2 separate regions of the Oryzias latipes genome follow, and region 2 is linked to region 1. The links are chromatin contacts, called in public Hi-C maps. All regions are on one chromosome and are shown on one strand. Each heading gives the region's core, a stretch centred on a gene start, on an enhancer-like site or on the middle of the called end of the contact. The rest is flanking DNA. Distances are from core to core; before and after follow the strand shown. Region 1 holds the start of slc52a3 (solute carrier family 52, riboflavin transporter, member 3). Region 2 has its middle 15 kb from the start of tcf15.

Region 1 (7,961 bases), core at 2,417-4,916:
GAGCTCTCAGCAATGGGGAAGGGGGCGCGGTTTCTCTGTGCCAAAAGTCCTGCCTATGTCCGACTCAGACAGAACCGAATATATAAGGAACTACTGCTGCTCTGCAGAAAATATGTCCTAGAAAACGTCACAGGTTCTTGGATTTTGGCTAAAAATGGCTAAATCATAAATAAAAATTTCAGAATAAGGAATTTGATAGAACCAGTGTTTGTGTATATTGTCCTCGTCGGTTTTCACACCTCCCGCACTGATTCTGACCAAACAACAAGTACAGACTTCTTCTCCTGATAAATTCCCTATGTCTAACTTTGCTGAAGATGTTATCAACAAACCAGGTTCAGAATGGCAGCAGAAAGCAGCTTTACGTCATTAAAATTATTCTTCAAAGAAAGAGCAAAATTACCTGTTTTGAAAGAACATTGCAATTGTGCAGGCCACTGGGTTTGCCACTGAAGACAAAGCTGCAGACAGGTGATAGGCAAGGTTCCCATATGGCATGCAGGAGTACGTCTGCACAGAGGGCAGCAGACCATTGGTGGAGGAATTTACCCACACCACCAGGCAGTAGATGTAGATCAGCTGGTACTTGGAGGGCTGCAGTTCAGCCGGCAGCTGCCCGCTCTTGGCTGCTGAGCTCTTATCAACCCCTCCGTCGGTGTCTGCTCCTGAGTTGTCTAATCCAGAGCTGACTGATGCTGCAGTGTCCTGCACAAGGTTTTCTGTGGATAGTTCGTATGTCCGAGGAAGCCTGTTCAGTCCAATAAAAGCAGCCAAACTAACGCACATCATGGCTGCCAGGAAAAAGAAAAACACCTGTGTGGAGAAGTTCGGAGAAAGATACTCAGTTTGCATGGACCATTGCTCTTCGTCTGTGTGGTTTCCATGTGTCTTAGATGAGTTGACACACTTGGCGATGCCGACACCTTGTGCCAAAGCAATGACACCAGGAATAAAGCCACTCAGCCCCTCTCCTATAAAATACGTGGTGATGTATTTTGCTGGAAGCTGCATCATAAAAGGAAGGGAAGTAACTGAAGACGTGCAGTCCACCAGAGAGAGGAAGAAGGTGATGATGAAGAAGGCTGTGCTGTGTGGAGCCCCAGCCACAATGGTGGTCCTCTCCCAAAAAAAGGCAAGCAGGACACAAGACACAACACCAATGGAGAGGATGAAATAAATAACAAAACGCTCGTTAAGGCGGCCCGGACACTGTTTGTGCATGACGGTGACCAACAGGGGCCCCAGGTTAGCTAGCTGAATGATGACTGTCAGGTAGGAAGGGAGCTCCCAGGCCTCAGGCAGAGTGTTGACGATAAGCGGCAGTTCCACCCACAGACCGTTTATTGCAACCCAGGAGCCGAGCCCAAAGGCGCAAGCCAGCACATGCACGAGCAGAGCCATGATGCCTCCAGATCAGTGTGAACACCGCCTTTTACCTCTGTGTGTCATACCTGAAAAAAACAAAACACACGAAAGTATTTTGAAGTTTTGAAATACTTGAAAGTTCAAAAGAAAGCTGGAGCAACCCTTTTTTTATGATTCTTTGTTACTCAAAATTATTCAACTTAATTCTTTGAGTATTCTGAAGTCCCATTCCCTCTATAAAGGTTAAACAATTAAATTTGGGGTTTTTACAGAGCATCTTTACGCTCAGTATTATATTTGATTGCAGTTCTTCTGACCGCTTGTTTCTCACTGCTTCAAAATAGTAAATCATTGCCTTATTTATTCCCATTACAAATGGAAATCAAAGAGATTTATAACTTGTCCTGTCCAACAACTGAGCAAACACAAGAGAACCGAAGGCCTCTTATGTTGGACATATTTTACTGGTACAACATGCGGTTATGAGTCTTCTGACATGTATATTTGAATAAAACCCTTTTGTAATTTAGGCTAAACTTTATTTATATTGACTATATTTGTAACCGTTTTTTGTTGGTCTGGACAGAAATGAAGAGGAGGGAGGAAGAGACAGAGGTGTTGGGGGGGGGTGATTATAAGAGGGGGCGGGGGTAAAATCTTAAAGCATCATAAATCATAAAGCAACAAGTTGCTGGAAGTTCATAATCATTACTGGTGTAAAGGTATAACAAATTTGAAAGGGGCGGGGCCTGTCCACACACACAACTGTTACACAACTGGCTCCTAAATTCTTCAGAAACAAACATGTCAACATGTACACAATACAACTGCCGTTCGCACACGCATACTTATGCATACAAAACCAACACATGTAAAGCACTTCATTCAGTCATGCAAACTATTTGTGCAACGGTGAGCTGACACCTGTGCTCAGGTGGGTGTTTATGTTTTTCTGGGGTCGATGATGGAATGTAAAAAACAAAAGTGGATAAGTGTCCAGTCATCCCCACATCAAGACCCCCGTCGAAGTAGCAGTGGCAGCCAGGAACACCCCAACAACCGCACAGCATACCAGATGAGGAAAACCGCCCACCGGGCAAACATGTGAAACATGCACCTGGGGGCACAACGCAGTGCCCCCCACCCTGGAAAGCATCTCCAGCCTCAGATGAGCAGCCCACCACCACCCAGGAGTTCTAAACATCCCACCACCACAACCCCAGGAACGAGCCAGGGCCCCCCAAGGGAGACCCGCCCCTCACTCCAGGCAGCCACCCATCCAGCCCACGGGAGATCCAGAAGAGAGCGAGGCAGGGGCCGCCCACTCCTCCTCAGGAGGAGGACATCCAAGAGACAGTGGACGACAGTGAAGAGAAGTGGGGGGCCCCAAAGAGCGTTGTAAACATGGTCCGACCAGGCTCACCCACTGTTCGAATTTTTTGAGAGGCCCTTATCTGTCCCCTTATCTGGTTAAGAATCACATATCTCTCTGATTAGTTTTGCTCACTGATTATTTTAGGAGGTGTTGGTCAACTGAGTTGTTTCTCATGAATGCTTACAACACAAGGAATGATGTCAAATCCGTATGCATCCTGATTTGGGGTTTTAACGTAAAATGTTGCTTGAAATGTAACAATTTAACAACTAACAGCATTGATGTAGAGATTTCAAGAATGAAAGGTGTAATCAAGTATTTTGCAGTTTTGAAGTCTGCTTTAAATCTACGGTCTAATCTGTTGTATAAATTTGACTTTGAAGAAAGAACAGATAAGTTTTCTCCTTTATCAGTCTGAGGATTTCATCCATGTAATGAAGAGAGTCCAGCAACAGCAATAAAGTCTTAGCAGAGAGTTCACGTTTCACCAGTTTCATGTCCTTTCACCGTTCTGAATTCAACAAACGGCTGCCTTTCTCAAAAATCCGGCTTTAATTAAAACAATCAACACAAAGGTCGCCTAAAAAAAAACACTGAATAGGTCAAAACTGATTATGACATGACCTTAGAACGGAGAGCGTGCTTTGAGCACACTCAGCACAGATTTCTTTTAAACATGTTGTGTACTTACAAGTCGGTTCAGTTTGTGATGGCCTTGGAAAGGTCTGCTCATTGTTCATGAAGGGTTTGTGACAGATCTCCTGCGGTTGTCAACGATTAGACTCACATGGCTTCAGTCGTGTGGGTCAGAGTCCACAGCACAGCTGTGGGCGGAGTCTAGATGCTGCTCTATATGGGTCAAGTTCATTCTTGACACACTGTCACAGATATGTGGGAGAAACACAGAAAGCTCTAGATGCTACTTTGTTATGGTGATGGAAAAGCAGGGTTGAGAAATGAAAGTTAAATGAGGTCAGTAAAGGAGCTGAAGCTTCAGTTTTGAATTCCTGTTTTAGGACTTCCTTCTAGTGCAAGACATTTTCCCTTCCTCCAGTGTTACAAAACTTTCAAATTTCACAGGATCTGCAGTCCAAAGGAGGGTCTTTAGTCAGCACTGCCACCCACTGGACAGCATCACAACTAAAATTGAGTAACAAACCTTGTGACAGGCATCACTTTACCACACTGACTAAAACGTCATGTGCAACAGTCAAAACACAATAACAGTAACTAATTAATTTAATTGTATAGCACGTTCAAACACAGTGTACTAAAGGGCTTTTCAGAGTTGTAAGAGCAAATCATAAAATATTGTACTGGATCCTGAAATGTTCAGGAAGCAAGTGGAGGCAGTGCGGCTTTACTCTGCTTGTGGTGTTAAGTGTTGGTTCAAAAGCAAGCTGTTGCATTCTGCACAGTTTGTAAATGATGCAGCAACACCCGTTCAATCCCAGTACTAAAGCACTTACAAATATCAGTGCAACAAACACAGGAACAACTGTCTCTGTGCTCATAGCTAAAAGAAGTTAACATTTTTCACAATGAATAATCCAGCAAAACCTAAACACTGAATCTGGCTTGTTTGCTTGTAAAAATAAAATAAAATCTGTGACTAAAAGACAAAAAAGGAATAGTGCTCTTTTATTTGCACAAACTATATTTGACTGGTTTTAGGGAACTGAAATAAAGCTGGTCAGCTGATGATGACCCAGCTGGGGATTCTGCTGGTTGAGCCACAGATGAAAACACTGTTTTGGTTAGAAAATACAAGTAAACATAGAAGCAAACACTCAAACTAAGGTGAAACTTTCATTTGCAAAACTTTATCTGAATCTACTTTAAGTTTATGAAAACATGGAGTCAAAACTGAGCATCGCTGAGCTGGTGTTTTTGAAGGGTAGCTTGAAAAGAAATCCGTGAGCGAGATTTCTCTGCTTTGTAAACTTTTTTCTCACTAAAAAATGCTGCTCTTTACTCACAAACCTCTTAGTGCATCTTCAGCCGTCAAAGATTAGCTTGTCGGCGCTTTAGTCAGAGTTTAACAGATGTATCTCTCCTCTATTGCTTACTACATTTGTCTCGCTTATTTTGATGTATTGTAGTTATTTTCATGCATGAAACCTTGTTCCCAGTGAGATCAACATTTTCTGATCGTACTTTTTTTTTAAATTGTGATTGTATCACAAGAAGCACTCAGTTCGTCTAAAGAATGTATTCATAAGCATTTTATCTAAAAACCTGAAGAAAAACCAAAAAAATAATAACATTGAAAAATTCAACATTTGTTTACGTACAAAAAAACTCAAAAAGATAAAGGTTAAAAAGGCCATTTTTCCTCTCTTTCCACAAGTCTTCACTTGTCTCGTGAGCATTAATTGCCTAAACATACCCACTTTGAGCCATCAGTAAATTTGTCATAACGTGTTTGCTATAATGTCACAGGTACATTTGTCCATAAAGTGAATGTTTTGTTTTACATTTAGGTATTTTTCCATTGTTGAACACAATTTTTACATCAGAGGAATGGCATGTACCATTTAAAAATACTTTCAGCTTCACCAAATACAAAACTATTGCGAAAATCTTGACCTTTTTGAAAAAATCTTATAGTTACAGTTATTGAGTCGACGGCTCTGTTTGATGTTTGATGATAAACAAATACTCACAATCATTCAGGTTAGTTTAGCTTGTGTAAATTCTAAAGCAACTGGATCATAATGTGGTATTTTATTAGATTATTGGCCAATAAAACAACAGATTTGAGTCGCTTGAGGACAGACAAGCTGCTTTGATTTCATACAGCACATAGCACTTGATGTGTTTTTACGGCCCTAGGCCTTTAGTGTGTATTTTTGTGTGTGTATGTGTATTGTATGTGTGTGTTTATCCCCTGCAGAGACCTACTCCGCCACGCTGCCTGACTCCACCTCCTTCCTCCCATCACCAGGCTGGGCGGGAAGCATGAAAGCCTCAGTAGCCCCTGCTCCAGTGGCAGCTGAATTTCCTGAGACGGATCTGTTTTCTCAGCTTGCCCCTGCTGTCAGACTTGGCTTCAGGAGCCCTTTTATTTTGCCATTCCTTTGAGTCTTTTGATAAATCTCATTGTTTTATATTCTCCAGCAGTTATGCCTGAAAGAATTCCTTTTGGTTCATCTCTATATATATGCTCTAAAATTCCTTCACTTTTTAAATGACTTAAAATTGTACAGTCATAGTCTGTAATGATAACTATTCTACTGTTGAGCATCAAAGGGTTTCACTGTTTTGCTACCACTTCTAGTCTTTTTTTAACTTCATGATTTAGCCTATAAATAATCCACATGCAGATTAAGACTAGCAGAAATTATGAACTCACTTCATTACATCTGCCCTGCTTCCTTCATCTTCAGCATAATGCAGCCCTTTATACTTAAAATAGAATTTAATGGAAACTGTGCAGAAACTGAACCTTTTCATAGCTGGTATCACATTTAAATCCTCAATGTCATTAAAGCTGCTTTGATGTCAAACTAGAAGTAGTATCCGATTTCCCTTCTCTTTTCCCGTATAAAATGACAGCTACAAAAAGACAAAACACAAAGAGAAACACTCAGTAAGATTATTTATGTTAATGTACAATCCGCATTTTTGAACAAACAAAAAGTAAAAAGATGTACAGATTTCAAATGATCATCTCTAGAGTGAGTCCACAGAGGGCCACAGATGAAAAAGAGGAGGGGGCAGGAACTGGAATGGCCACCATGGAATGTGTGTGTGTGTGTGTGTGTGTGTGTGCATGCGGATGAGTGTGTATGTAAATGTAGGTCTGACTGTACTGGTCTTCAGCTATGTCTGATGGTGAGAAGTGGAGTGTCGCAAATGAAAGGGATGATAGCGAAAACACAGAGGAAGGATAGTCAGACGGAAGGAAGAAGAGAAAAAAGTAGAGGCAAAAACAGCAACAGTTTTTCAGTTGGTGTAGATCTGGCCCTCTGGCGGCTGAGGAAGTTTCATGTTCTCCTTGCAGGTCATGAGCCGCCTGAGCTCCAGCAGCACCATGCGGATACTGTAGGAGTTCTGCCACTTGGCCAGAGCAGTCACTGCATGCATGTCAACCTGCAAACACAAAGAGGTCAGCTTTCAGAAACGCACAGAAATTACAGGAAGTTGTTCCTGCTTGCATGGTTCCACCTGTTATACAAGGAGACAAACTGGTCAGTAAAAAACCTTGTCAAACCAAATGTCAATCCTTCTTCAACAACCTGCTGACTTTGCTTTTCATGTGATGCAGAAATGCTGGTTTTTGATCTGCCTTTTGGTTTTTTCTGCATTTCTGTCAGATCATTTGAAATAAAACAGCACCTCGGATCACGCAAGTTAGGATCCACTACAAGAGAAGTTTGTGACAGTTTCTGTTTGGAATGCCTTTAAGAAGTACTGCCTCAAAGACTGAATGGTTAACCCAAGGATTAACACAGGACGATCCTTGAAGTACCGTAGCTCACAGGTGTCAGACTGCAGGCGTCGAGGGCAAGTGTCCTACATGTTTTCTAACTAACCTGCCACTGAAGCTCCTTATTGGCTAACCACACTTGATCCAGATAATCAGCGGCAGATAAGGCAGGATTTCTGAAAAAACCAGCAGGGCCATCAAGGCCAGGAGTCTGACACCTCTGTCGTAACTCTTTAACCCTTTATGCAACTAATGTAATTCCAACATATTCTGGTGCAGAGAAAAACAAGCTTGGCGCCTTTTTTAACTTTATTAATGGAAAGTGTTGCATATTAGCACAAAGCTGCTTTTCTCCACATCAGTCAAAGAGTTAAGGTAGTGTAAAGAGGGTGTGTTACTTTGCTGTCAACAGCAACAGCCCCTGTGTTGAAGGGGTCTTCTGTGGACATAGGAGGTCAGCACAGCAGTACCATCAACTGCTCTTCAAAAGGAGCAACGAGGGCAAATTCACTACATGTCTGTGAGAACAAAAGAAGTCAAGAAAATGTGATGCTAGTTGCCGTTTTGAACAAGAGTTTTTGAGTCTCGCAAGTCCATCCATTTATCTTCAGAACCTGCTGAATCCCTTTGGGGGAGGTCACAAGGTTGCTGGAGCCTATCCCAACTGTTGGGTACAAGCGGGATACACGCTGAACATAGGCCTGGGCAAAAAAAAAAAAAAAAAAAAAAAAAAAAAAAAAAATCGATTGAATGAATTAATTCGAATTTTTTGTTACGGGCAATTTCAAA
Region 2 (7,961 bases), core at 3,034-5,533, 68 kb before region 1:
TGCTGATCCTACACTGAGGGAAGGTAATTAATGTTACACTTTAATTTCAGTAATAAAGTAATTTAGCCCAGACAGAAAAAAAGGAATACTTAAAAAATAAATGCCAGTAATAATGTATGCTATATTAAAACAAAATTTGAATTAATAAAACCCAGAACATTTTCTTTTGAAGAACCAGCTTTAAATTATATGAAATTACGAAACTTGTAGGTGGCCTGAAAAACGTCCAACTCTTTTGAGACCCCCCCAAAAAAATCCCACTTAAAGTTAAAATCTCCAAAGATAAAAGGTGCAAAGCCACCCATGGAAACCACTCCCAAGAGCAACAGGTGCTGTGCAATTTTTTCTAACTCGTATTGCGTGTCAGTACTCCTTTGAGGATACAGTTACTTCCAGACAGTGAGCGAGCAACAGGAAATCTTCTCACACGCGACGATTCAGAAATTTAGAGTCCTTTAGGGCCGGTCGGTAAAAGTTGCCCCGGGTCGCCCTTCATTTCCTCAATGGTCACAGAGGGAGATTGTCAAGCAGCTCTTAGCATACATTGTGAAGGGTTTGATGTTGGAAAGGCCTCATCTATATTTTACTTATATTATTCTGGAAAACCGCAGTTCCTTCCTCTAAAGCAGGGGCAGGGAGCCGCTGCCTAACATGATTAAGCAAGTGGAGCCAGTCAAGGTCAGAAACAACAAACAAGTCATCATGTATGATTGTTGCGCATCAACTGATTTACGTCATTTATTGTGAGATGAAAGCATTCTTAAAAAAACAAAAACAAACAGTTATTACAAAATTAAAGAAAATTCATTTAAGTCCAATATGAAATAGTGGTGACTTTACATGATTCCCCAATCGTTTACAAAATCTTCATATGATCACAACAGTCTGAAAACAAGCTTTTCCTGCGAGCTGACAAGACTCACAACAGGCAGAATCTTGTGACATTTGACAGCCTGATGTTCTAAACGACCCCTTCTGCAAACCATCTGCTCCACCGGCTCCTTTAGTGTCTCTGATGCGCCAATAAAAGTTGAACGACATGAGAGACCTCCTTTGAAAACAGGGGGCCTCTGTGACACTAAAGCTCCTTTTCTCAGAAAAAGCTTTGATGTCATTCGAATGAGAAGATGATTAGACCTCTATGGTCAAACTAGTGTTGTTGCATTTAAAATGTCCTGTAAGGAAATATGCAAAGGTTTCTATGGGAACGTAATTCCCATTAAATTAAATGCGTTTTGCATTTCAAAATCTTACTTCTTTCCCAGAAGGATGTGCAAGACGAAGAGCATCTTTGGTGGATGAGGAGCGCAGAGTACATATAGAAACTGCATCTCTTAATGGAAAACTCCATATCCAAAGTGTTTCAACCCAACTAGTTGGTAGTTAAGAAGGGTTTGTTAGACATGCAGCAAATCGGTTTTGGAGCATTTAAAAGAAATCAAACACTTGGCATCAAATCCATTCATTGAATTAATGGGCTTTCTTCCAACCACTCATTTTTTGAGCACTTTATTGTTTTGATATATTTTTTGTTATGTTTCACCATTTTATTTTGTTAGAAAATTAAATTAAATCCCAAAAAGATTCATTGTCTGAATGACAGATACAGTGAAAATAATAGGTGAAAATAACATGTCTTAAAAACGTGCAAAATTTCCCAAAATAAAATACAAGATTTTTTTTGTGTTTTATCAGGAGCATTAAACTTTCACCATTGACTACTTTGTTTTAATGGCATTTAGCTAGTTTACACAAAACCATGAGTTTCTGCAGAATCTGATGATGAACTATTTTTTAATTTTTTATTTAATTCACGTGACAGTTTGATGCTACTAGTCATCTGAAATGCTGCTTTCTGTTTAGTTTTCTTGTGATGCTGATTAAATTGAACAACCAAAAAAAAAGTTCAACTATACTATCAAATTTTTCAGTTTTAAACTTAAAATACAGTGAAAAAGTCTACAGCTTTTCAGGTCATTTTTGCAATATTTTCAAGAGATTTACAAATGATGTTACTGTTGCTTTTAATTTAAAAGAATCATTTCAATATTTATATTTTTGAGTGATTATCAAGTGATCCCTGAAAACAATAAATACTTGGTAGAAAATATCAATATTATAACATTGTAATTAAAAAGAATCCCATGTGTCTACAATAGAATTACATTTCCCCCTGCTGGTAACTCCTGTGATCTGCAGCAGCTGCCCAGATGCAAAGGAAACTTTACATATATTAAGTCTGGATCACCGCAGTTCAGGTGTTGAAGCTCCCAGGTAAGTTTTGAGGTCAGAGATGCTTGATCTAATGATTTTGGCAGGAATGGATGGCATGTTCAGTCTTTGATATGCAGCAAACCTGTGACAGCCTCCAAAAGAATAGTAGTAATTTCCTCCTTCACTTCCTTTGATCCAGAGCACATCAATAGGAGGAACAACATGGATGTCTGCAGTTTCCTAAAAGCAAAACAAACAGAAAGGAAAGCCTAATCAGCTACAGCATGTCTATACAATCTATTTGCATCATTTGATTGCAAAAAACAAACGTATATTTAAAATTCAGATATGCAATGGCCCATTTTGACCCAATATTTAAGCTATCATACACTTTAAAGCATCACATGACAGTTTCGTGTAAAACTTTTTTTGTTTGCAATAAAAGATATGAAGAACAAAGGCAAAAGGCTGTGTCACACAGCCACTATCTACATTTACACACACAAACTGCTTAAGTTTCAACAGATCAAAAATTTTGAACAGTTCAAAACCGAAATCCGTAAAGACCCGTCGGCTGAAACCTTCGACGGACATCTGCGCAGATTGACGGATGACAAATGCAAGAAACACTGAATTACGTATCACACATGGACCACGAAAGACCCAATTGTCATGCGTGGAAAATGCGCAAAATGACTTTTCTTCATTGTTACTTGCCCATCGGCAAATTAAAGAAGCTTAGTTTTTTGTTGTTTCGTAATACACAAATCATACATCAAACCAAAAACCGTGACCCAAAAATTGAGGTTTGAACAGAATCATGGGGAAAGTGAATCGTTGCATCCCTGCTTTTTACAAACATCATATCTGTTTAGGAGTTGGTCATATATTAACTATTGTCTTAAATATTGAATGCAAACATACTGCAATAAAATAAAATGTTTAAGTAACTTTTATGCTGTTTCTTTTTACCTTAAGACACCATATGAATAAAAAACAATGCCTATCTTACACCAATCTCCCCAGATATATATATAGTGTATATACCAAAACCCAGAAAATTGCATATTTATTGCTTCTCAAATACAGTACACATTGACCTATTACTAATAAATTGAATTTTGAGTAAGATAATTAAAAACAGGAATAACTGATCGCCCATTATTATAAAACTACATCACTATTGTGAGAAAATGTCAACTTATCATTATGATAACATTGCATGCAGAGATATAATTTAATCTTGCAGACTGTTTTTACTTTTATATTTATTGAGAAATATTCGGAATATTGTCCAAAAGTCGGTTTTATCATTAAATTGCAGTGAGAGAATGAGAAGCTTTATAAAAACAAAGACTATATTCAGGTGAACTTGTAGCATGAAATTGAACAAACCACAACGTTCAAACTCTTTTGTCTTCCAAACAATACATTTGTGCTTCAAACGCAATCATTTTCCATTATGCGCTCTTTGCATAATTTCCTCTGAAGTGTGCAGAACCATTAGTGTTATTTGGCAAAAAAAAAAAAAACATATGGGAAAGGAACAAATTAATTATTCACCTTTCCAGTGCTTGAAAGCATATATTAGGTTGTCTGAAGTTGGTAACAACTTCCACTAGGAAAAATACAACCCTGTCTGTCACTTCCACCCACCATGTCAAATCACAATGCATTCGCTGCAAGTCAGAAGTGAAAAGTTGACACTTTCTCCTAGTTTTTGGTCTGTGATAAACATCACATTCTTATCAGCTGTTATTTAATTCCCTTAAGAAATTAAGAGTTTTCCATCGTGACCTTTGTCGATGGTTTTAAGCTTTTAAAAACCAAATATGACCTATTTTATTTTTGACATAACATGTCAAAAGATTGACTACATCATCGTAAGAAGACCTGAAGAACCCTTCTCGGTGACAAAATGAAGTATTATGCGATGTTCCTCTTTCAAATAAATGATCGTTATTTAAGGTGGCAGACATGATTATGAAATGATGCGGTTACCTTTATAGTGTCCATCAGGCTCTGGACTTTTAGCTCATCCAGCACAGGAGGAAAGGGTCGGATGATGATGTTCAGAGGAACATTATGAACCTCCCCAATATTACTAGAATGAATCGACCTGTTAGCCTCACTGTTAGTGGTACAACTTGTCCCAAACTCACAAGCCGTTTTCGACATGTTTCTATTTAAAAGAATCCCCGACTTTAATACTACCACACGGCGTTGAACAAAGCGAAACATATGTGGTAACATATAAGCTTTTCCCAACTTCCTGAAACTTCTGTTTGGACAACTTCCGGTTGCTTAACTGCAATATGATTGGCTGTTCTGACTGTCAATCATTGGTACACCAAGCCCCCGAAATCCACTGGGTGAAGAAGTTACGTTGTTTAAATATTGGACGGACTTAACTAGTTAGTTAGTTGATTTGTTTAGTAAACAAATGTATTTGTATTTGTAAAGGAGAGAAGTATAGTTATTTGACTCCAAATAAGTATCGGTAAGTAGTAAAAATAAACTCCAATGTGTTTTCAAAGGATTTAATAGGGTTTATTGTCATAAGACAACGGGTTTCCTATGAGAGATGCTTACTTTACTGTCTGCTCCGAATGCCAAAAAGTTAAATTAAATAAAACAAAGATAGGGTAGGATATATACACGATATCTGAAAATACACATAATATGTAATATGACAATGCATCAGTAAATGACTAAACCTATATACAAATCAAATGTGCAAATTTAGCTGAGAGTAACTGTCCAATAGAGACTTATATGAGCTAACGGTGTGATACACATGGATGTTGAATATAAAGGTGTAAGAGCAGGAATAAATAATGAGTATGTGCAAAGGTGCTGTTAGACTCCTGTCAGCTGTTGAGGAGTCTGATGGCAGAGGGGAAGAAAGAGTTCCTGAGTCTGGTGGTCCTGCACTTCACACTCCTGTACCTCCGTCCCGAGGGGAGGAGAGTGAAGAGACCTTGTTGCGGATGGGTGGGGTCATTGATGATGGAGGCAACTCTTCTGTAGACCCAGCGCTTGTAGATGCTCTGCAGCGAGCGCAAAGGAGTACTGGTGATCCTAAATGCAGTCTTCATCACTGTCTGCAGGCTCTACCATGGTGGTAGAGCTGCCGTACCACACTGTGATGCAGCTGGTCCAGATGGACTCACAGCGCAGCTGTAGAAGTTGCTGAGGATCTTTTGGGACATGTCAAACTTCCTCAACCTCCTCAGGAAGTACAGCCACTGATGAGCTTTCTTCCCGAGCTGTGTGGTGTTGAGTGTCCAGGTGAGGTCCTGGCTAAGTCGGACCCCCAGATATTTAAAGCTGCTCACCCTCTCCACTTTCAGACCCCGAATAAGCAGCGGCTGATGAGGGTTCCTCCTCTCCTTCCTCATGTCCACTATCATCTCCATTGTCTTGTCTGTGTTGAGGTTGAGATTGTTGTCCTCACACCATGTCACCAGAGTGGCCACCTCCCTCCCGTAGGCTGCTTCGTGATGCGTCCTATCATGGCGGTATCGTCAGCAAACTTCAGGATGATTTTCTCCTTATGAGAGGCCACGCAGTCATGGGTGAACAGGGTGTAGAGAATGGGGCTGAGAACACAACCCTGTGGTGTGCCAATGTTCGTGATGATGCTGGCTGAAGTCTTGTTCCCTATTCTAACAGGTTGAGGCCTGCCAGTCAAAAAGTCCAGGAGCCAGTCACAGATGATGGGTCCTAGTCCAATGGAGAACAATTTGTGGGTGAGCAGTAAAAAATGTGTTAAATGCAGAACTGTAGTCAGTGAAGAGCATCCTGATGTAGGAGTCTTTATTCTCCAGGTATGAGAGGGAGGTGTGCAGTGCTGCAGCGACGGCATCTGAGGTGGACCTGTTGGGCCGGTATGCGTACTGCAGGGGGTCTAGTGTGTCTGGGATGCTGCTCTGAATGTGGGTCAGCACCACTCTCTCGAAGCACTTCTTAATGGTTGGAGTGAGTGCTACTGGTCTGTAGTCATTCAGGCAGGTGGGAGGGCTCTTCTTGGGGAGGGAGACAATGGTAGTGGTCTTAAAGCAGGGGGGGACAGTTCTCTGGCTGAGGGAGAGGTTGATTCACTCGTTCTTAAACAAGCCCGCAATAAAGCACAGTAATCCGAATTTTTATATGATACTGGCAGAAACATGGCACAGAGTTTGGGTTTGGTACCCATCCCCAAGTAAAATCTAAGTAGTGCATGTCTCATAACAACAAAAAAGCAGCTTCTCGCTGAGATCTTGTTGTTTTGTGTGGTGTATAGCTGCTCAGAGAGGTTCAGTGGGCTCTGATGCCAACTAGTACTCTGAGGTTTAAGTGAAAAACAACAGTCAGACGCTGAAGGACGCTCATAAATAATTAAATAAATTTAATCTTGACAGCATTTTGAATTGATACAAGTATCGCCAAATGAACCATCGCGATATATCGCCGAAATGATTTTTTCCAACACCTCAGGAGCCATGAGCATGTGTTGTTTTCACAACAAACTCTAAACACATTTATTCATCCTAACAGCTTCTCCTTAAAATCCCACCAACTACTCATGCAGTTGCAAAGAGCGAAAAGGAGAAGGAGAAAACAAAAAACAGTCAATTTTTAAAACAATAGTTTTTAATGAGGTAATTTCTTTGTATTGTCAACCGTTTCCTGCCTTCTTCAAACTTAATGACTTGGAGGTAATCTATTATATTCCAGGTTGCTGTGGTTACAAAAAGGACGTCTGGGATCACAGCTCTGCACAGGTAGGGGAAAGACTTCAAAGACCTGCATCGGTTAAAAAGAAAACCAAGTATTGTTGTTTTCTCTAACCCTCAGCTACAACATCTTTTAATGAGACAATTAAAAATGATTGCTTGAACAGCAGACAGATAATCGTGTGGAATTACAAAGTTCTCGAACTGCTGCCTTTTATGTGAATAATTAGTCACAGGGGGGATCAGTTACAACATGAAAGAGGTCCATATATTCTTTCTTATTATAGGTGATATCATTATTATTCTCTCCTAAAAAGAATTCAAGTCTAAATTGTTGTTAAGGTGGTAATACATAGCGTAATAAACATGTTGGCCTCACCATCTGGTTCAGAAACTGCAATAATCTGGTTATTATTTCACATAAATACAGCTGAGGTTTGTAAGAAGCTTTTTGGCTGCATGACTTGGTATTTTGGTATAAATAACAGCAATATGGTTTGTAAGTATAGTGGCAAATCCCCGTGGGTGTTAGCTGCTAAATGCTGTCTTCAAGTTGCTGCTTTTTTTTGTCATTCAAAAGCCACCTCATCATACACTAAAATAAACCAGCACGGCACGTTAAGAAGAGACACTGTCAGTCAAAGCACATGCAAATCCGACATGCAAATCATCCGCAGTGTTGAGGTGTGTTTGGAGTCCCACTACACTCTACGTGACCCTCAGCTGTCACAGCACAACTGCATTGTAGTTGCTAACGCATCTCAATTACTCAGATTGAGATAGTCACACAGGTACAGCAGCAGGTCATGGAAGAACAGTTCCCACATAATGACTTGCTGTTAATATTAGATTTTAGTCCCTATGGGATTGTCACACTTACAGCAGTTGGAGAAAATTACCTGCCAGCTTTTTGACAGAAAGGGAGCTATATTTATTTATGCCGTCTCTCCCTCTTTTTATAAAACATTGACATGCTTTTAAAGTGATAATTATTCTGAGGGTGATTTTCTGTCTTCAGACAATAGCTTT

What was found. A called contact is a pair of places that touch in the nucleus more often than the background predicts.
Region 2: a Hi-C map of embryo shows a contact between it and region 1, with 2.7 times the contacts expected there. The contact joins the enhancer-like site here to the promoter of slc52a3 in region 1. A contact is called at or near these places in 5 of 5 Hi-C or Micro-C datasets (embryo, fibroblasts and gastrula embryo).

The regions. Positions count from the first base shown.
Region 1 is chr7:21,900,630-21,908,590 of ASM223467v1, reverse strand. slc52a3 (solute carrier family 52, riboflavin transporter, member 3) reads right to left here and starts at 3,666. Exons shown (of 4, transcript XM_004070868.4): 1 at 3,432-3,666; 2 at 404-1,451. The coding sequence starts at 1,401. LOC101171992 (transmembrane protein 189) reads right to left here. Exons shown (of 8, transcript XM_004070867.4): 8 at 6,325-6,835. The coding sequence ends at 6,689.
Region 2 is chr7:21,969,608-21,977,568 of ASM223467v1, reverse strand. No RefSeq gene overlaps it. Among protein-coding and RNA genes, the nearest start is that of tcf15, 15 kb to the left of the region's middle. Within about 2 kb of position 4,283, at least 7 of the 8 cell types and tissues checked have an H3K27ac peak or open chromatin away from gene starts, as enhancers often do. A contact at or near this core is called in embryo and gastrula embryo, where this site is marked.